Linked DNA regions of Zea mays: region 2 is linked to region 1. The links are chromatin contacts, called in public Hi-C maps. All regions are on one chromosome and are shown on one strand. The core of a region is the stretch at or near the end of the contact, and the rest is flanking DNA. Distances in the headings are between cores, read along the strand shown.

Region 1 (2,631 bases), core at 73-2,572:
CGAATCCGGGACCTTCCGGTTACAGACGGTAGGCTAAGAGTAAGTAATTAAGATCACTAAATAATACAGTTTAATATGAGGCATGGGACAGTGCCATACAAAAAGACAGCTCAGAAAAAGAACATATCTATGTTCTAACATTTTTATGTTAAGATATGAATTTTAATTTGCAAGCTTTTCAACTTACAACCGAATTAAAGGTATTCTAATACCAGTGATCATAAGAACTAAAGACAACATAACTTTGTTCAATAATTATCGATGTATTTGCTGTCTCCAACTAAAGTGGCAATCATGCATATCTGTTCAGAAAGAAAAGGATGGATCATGAATGTAAGAAAAACTAGGCAGGTTGAGTTTGTAGAAGATAGGAAAGGCACAAGTCATAAACAATACCATGACATTGAAGTCACAATCACTTGAAAAATCCTTACATGTGTCTGAAATTGAATTAGCAGGAAGCAACCAGATTGATTTGAAACATGAACAAATCATCCTTGATGCTACAGCCTTCACTACCATCATGGAGTCATGGACCAGGCTTCTTGCAAGCACAAGCATGTACACCCTAGAAGTTCCTTGTTTTCTTGGATGCTTGCCCCAACTCTGAGAGCTTCCCGTTTTGCTTGGGCAGGTAAGCACCTGATAAACACATGCCCCCCAATGGGGTACAAATAAAATCGGTCGCAATCGTATAAGGAATGTACACAGCTCATTCATCAGGAACAGAAGCATTAAACTCAGGCCATATAGACAGATTTAAAAAAAACTGATCAGAAAACCATCTGTTGCTATTTTTGTGTTCCCCTTCTTACCAGGCCTGGAGACGAGGTTGATGCGGGACCGCGGTGCGGCGAACATCCAGTTGTCTTCGTCGAGAGACCTCACCTCCCTCTGCAGCGCCTCCATCACCTCAGACTTGAGTTCTGCAAGGCCAACCAATCGGTCAGTCACTCTGACTCTCTGAGGCATTCACCTGGCACCGCTTGCAAAAGGGAGAGAGAGATAGAGGGGCGTATCACCAGCCAGGGCCTCGTCCTTGCGGTAGAGCGCGTCGATGGAATCAGCGACGTCTTCGGCGGCCGAGATGGTCGACCTCGCCGGCGAGCTCATCGCGCCGGCTCTTCTCGGATCTGCCCTCTCCACGTGGCTGAACTGGCGTTTCCGCCTGCAGAGTGCAGACTTCGGGAAACAGTGAGTCGGCGACAGAAGCTTGTCTCTTGGCCCACCTACGCTTCATTCTGTTGGGCCGACTAACAGCCCACAGGCCTGGTTCGCATAATTAACTCATCGACCCATCAGCTCCGTCTCCCATCCGACCGAGCGGACCACACCAATCCCACACCCCCACCCCCACCCCCACCCAATCGGAAGACCGTGCGGCCGCCGGCCGCGATCGGAGAAGATGGTGCGCAAGGCAAAGGTTGAGTTCGATGAGCAGCCACCGGATAACTTCGACCCGAAGAACCCATATGCGGACCCGGTGGCTATGCTGGAGTACCGGGAACACCTGGTGCGGGAGAAGTGGATCCAGATCGAGACCGCCAAGATCATCCGGGAGCGCCTCCGCTGGTGCTACCGCATCGAGGGGATCAACCACCACCAGAAGTGCCGCCACCTCGTGGACCAGTACCTAGAGGCTACACGCGGCGTGGGTTGGGGCAAAGATGCCCGACCGCCCGAGTTACACGGTCCGAATCCCTTCATGCCTCGTCTTACCCTTTGATCGGCATGATCGATAGGTCTATATGGCTGCTTCTTCTCTGGTTCGCAGAGCCCAAGAAGATCATCGAGGCGGAGTAGCTGCTGCCTCGGCTTCTCGTGCTGCTGTTCCTGGATTGGAGGGGTGAGGCCTGCTGAAACTAAGCACATTCTTTCCTTTCTATGTATGTTGTGTGGTAATCAGTCTGAGTGGTGGAAACCGAAATGCATTAGAACAACTCCAATCATGAGTTCTATAATTGGGCCTTATATTTTGATTTAGCTACTGCTACTCAAGTCAATTTGTTTAGGCCCAAATTGAAGGATAGACTCCAAACAGTGAGCCTTAAACCGTGTGTAGGTTGCAACTGCTGCAGGATTTCGGTCATTTGACGCCATCCGTCGCCCGTCGTCGCTACTCCCATGCCCGGCTTGTTCTTTTCCTTTTCCTGTCCTGAACTAGCCTCAATATACTGGAGACCAAGAGCCGACAGGGAATGTCTGGATCGTGCAGGAACCTTGAGAGAGATGGCTGATGCTGCAGACCTAGACGACCGATGATGCATTATGACCTACCACATTGCTCTCCTCATCGGAGTGTGCTTGCAACTGTATTACTGATTTGATGCAGGTTACTATTGTTGTAACATTGGCTGCATCCTTTGCGATCTCCTTTTTCCCCCCTCATCACATATGTGTACAGTGGCCTGTTCAATGCTTCATAGAAGCATATAGGCTGATGTCTTTTTCATCACTGTGCAACTTGCCACCAATATTCCATCTCTGTCGAGTCCAACACAGATAGAATTGTACTGTCTTTTTTCAAAGAGGTGCAGAGATCAGGCACACCAAAGCAGCAGCAGCATCCTATTGAAGACCAGGATTTTGAAGAATCTATAACTAATCAAGAAGCAGACCATTATGATTGTT
Region 2 (2,631 bases), core at 46-2,545, 160 kb after region 1:
CAAAAGATAACCTAGCTAGGCATAATTGGCAGGGAAATAAAAAATCTGTGTTCTGTGCTTCAGATGAGTCTACACAACACTTGTTTTTTAAGTGTCATTATGTTCATTTCTGTTGGAGGCTCGCTCAATGCTGTTTTGGCCTGAATCTACTTAGATCCGTGAAACATGTTTATGGATCATGGCTCCTTGGGGTGTCATCAAAACAAAAATCTGATTAGTACAAGTGTTGCAGCTATATGTTGGGCTATCTATACTAGTAGGAATGATTTAGTTTTTGATAAATCCCCTATGGTTACTAATGTTGGGCTATCTATACTAGTAGGAATGAGTTAGTTTTTGATAAATCCTCTATGGTTACTTATTTGCAGGTAATCTTTCGAACGATGCTCTGGCTTAGATTATGATCCTAGCTACAAAAGGATGAAGAGGATTATAATAAAAGTGGCATGTCAGATGATATCTATATAGATATTCGCTCATTTGGGCTGGAGATTCATGAATAGCTAGGATCACTTCGTTTTAGATGATGTCGGGGTTTGTTTTGTCTCTCTTAGTTGTTTTGTTCTATATTTTTAATGTGGTGGTTCTTTTTTAGAGAGCTGATATAAATTATTGGCCATAACCTACATACAAGGGAGAAGACTGGAACGATGTTTTTTCATTATCTAAAAATAAGTGGCAAATAGCCAAATAGTTATCGGAGAACACATGATGCCAGATAGCAATATTATTGTCCTCGAGTAGAACTTGAGATGTTCGGATCTAGAAAATTATAAGTTAAATGAAAATAAATAAATAAATAATGGTAGGTTTTATTACTTACCTGGGTTAGTGAGACCATATTTCAAACCTCAAGAGCAAATTATTAGTCAGTTAATAAGTTTTAAGTTGATTTTAGCTGGTTAAAGCAGTTAACAGCTAATAATTATTTGAGAGCTATAATTAATAATTAGTTGGTCTATTAGCTAATTCTAAACCTCTCAGCTAATTTAGCAGCTAAGTAAAATTTTAGGGATTTGGAACAGTGTCTAAATCACAAGTATCAGGTGCTCGGAGTTGTTAGTGCATCTGGTCTATTCTGGTCCGTGGTCCAGGATGGACTATGCCTTGCGCCCTTGCCTAGCTCCACGCTGACTACGGACGTGTACTCCGATGTTCTGCACCTCTATGCCTGCGCGGAAAGCCGGGATCGCTGGTGCGGTGGCGTCTCGTGTGTCGTTGCATGGGTATAGCGGGGTGCCACGGCCGTCCAAATGGTGATGCAGCAACAGAGCGGCTGCCACGCCGCAGGTGATAGAGCGCCACGTGCCATGTTGGTACCCGCACGTTCTATACGCTCATGGGCCTAGCCAGCCTGGCCTGCCCGCGAGGGCCCATGGAATCTCCAACCCTCACTATCGGAATCGTTGACAGAGTCACACAGGCCAAAAGAAAGAATCGTTCACAGTCACAGCTCGGAGCAACAGAATCATACTGTAGCCTGGGAAAAGAGCAGCATCTGGTGAAGGCACGACTGCAGCCATCACTGACCTCATTGTACCATGGAAAAATATACTATAAAAATACTGCTATTGTTTCTATTAAGATACTAGTGGAGTACTCGTTCGGGTCTCAACACGAGTGTATTTCTGTAATCGTAGGAAAAATGCTTTATAAAAAATGCTTGAAAATGCAAATATTGTGTTTTAAAAATAGAGAAAGTAAAAAATAGCTAGAGTTAAACATTCTTATAGCTAGAGATGCATTTCATTTAGAACAAAACTTGAATAATAGAAGTACAGTTGTTACGGCTAGAGTTAAATATTCTTATAGCTAGAGATGCATTTCATTTAGAACAAAACTTGAATAATAGAAGTACAGTTGTTACGGCAAGAGGAAGGATGATAGTTGAGGGGTCATCTAAATAATATTGTTCATTAAATTGGATTAGTAAATAAGAGATAGTTATCCAGCTATCTAAATTATTGGTTTGATGATACACCAAGTCTAAATGTAATTTGTCTGGCGAATTTAGTAAAAATTTTGAGCATGAGTTTTGTAAAACTTAAACTTATAAATTATATAGTGGTATCACTACCGGAATCGTAGGCTTTGCCGAGTGCCGGCGGCTTTGCCGAGTACTTTTTATCGGGCACTCGGCAAACTCAGTAAATTTAGGCTCTCGGCAAAGAGCCCCTTTACCGAGTGCTGAACACTCGGCACAGAACGCACTCGGCAAAGACAAGTTTGTCGAGGGTCAAACACTCGACAAAGGGGGCTCTCGGCAAAGCGCCGTCAGCGGCCGTCCCAAAGCTGACGGCCGTCAGTCTTTGCCGAGAGCCAACGGCTGGCACTCGGCAAAGAGGCTTCTTTGCCGAGTGTTACATAGTAGGCACTTGGCAAAGCATACTTTGCCGAGTGTCATCTCTAGACACTCGGCAAAGTATTTTTTTATTTTTTTTATTTTGTCTCTCAAAATTTTTGTGGTATGTTCCTACACTATGTAGACCTACATGTATCATTTGTGGACAATTTTAACAGAGTTTTCAATCATTAGTAGATTTAGTTCGTTTATTTGAATTTCTTCGGAAAATTTAGATTTGAACTGCAGGTCACTCGAAACTTGGAAAACCGTGCATGAAAAAATGATAT

The links. A called contact is a pair of places that touch in the nucleus more often than the background predicts.
Region 2: a contact with region 1 is called in a Hi-C map of ear, with 2.7 times the contacts expected there. The contact joins the enhancer-like site here to the promoter of LOC100276847 in region 1. A contact is called at or near these places in 2 of 25 Hi-C or Micro-C datasets (ear and tassel).

Annotation. Positions count from the first base shown.
Region 1 is chr1:103,209,605-103,212,235 of Zm-B73-REFERENCE-NAM-5.0, forward strand. It overlaps LOC100276847 (NADH dehydrogenase [ubiquinone] 1 beta subcomplex subunit 10-A), which reads left to right and starts at 1,323. Exons shown (of 2, transcript NM_001416002.1): 1 at 1,323-1,691. The coding sequence starts at 1,406. LOC100277622 reads right to left here and starts at 1,213. Exons shown (of 3, transcript NM_001151134.2): 1 at 1,023-1,213; 2 at 816-926; 3 at 308-642. The coding sequence starts at 1,113. The coding sequence ends at 569.
Region 2 is chr1:103,372,871-103,375,501 of Zm-B73-REFERENCE-NAM-5.0, forward strand. No RefSeq gene overlaps it. Among protein-coding and RNA genes, the nearest start is that of LOC732818, 110 kb to the left of the region's middle. Within about 2 kb of position 1,296, at least 17 of the 20 cell types and tissues checked have an H3K27ac peak or open chromatin away from gene starts, as enhancers often do. A contact at or near this core is called in ear and tassel, where this site is marked.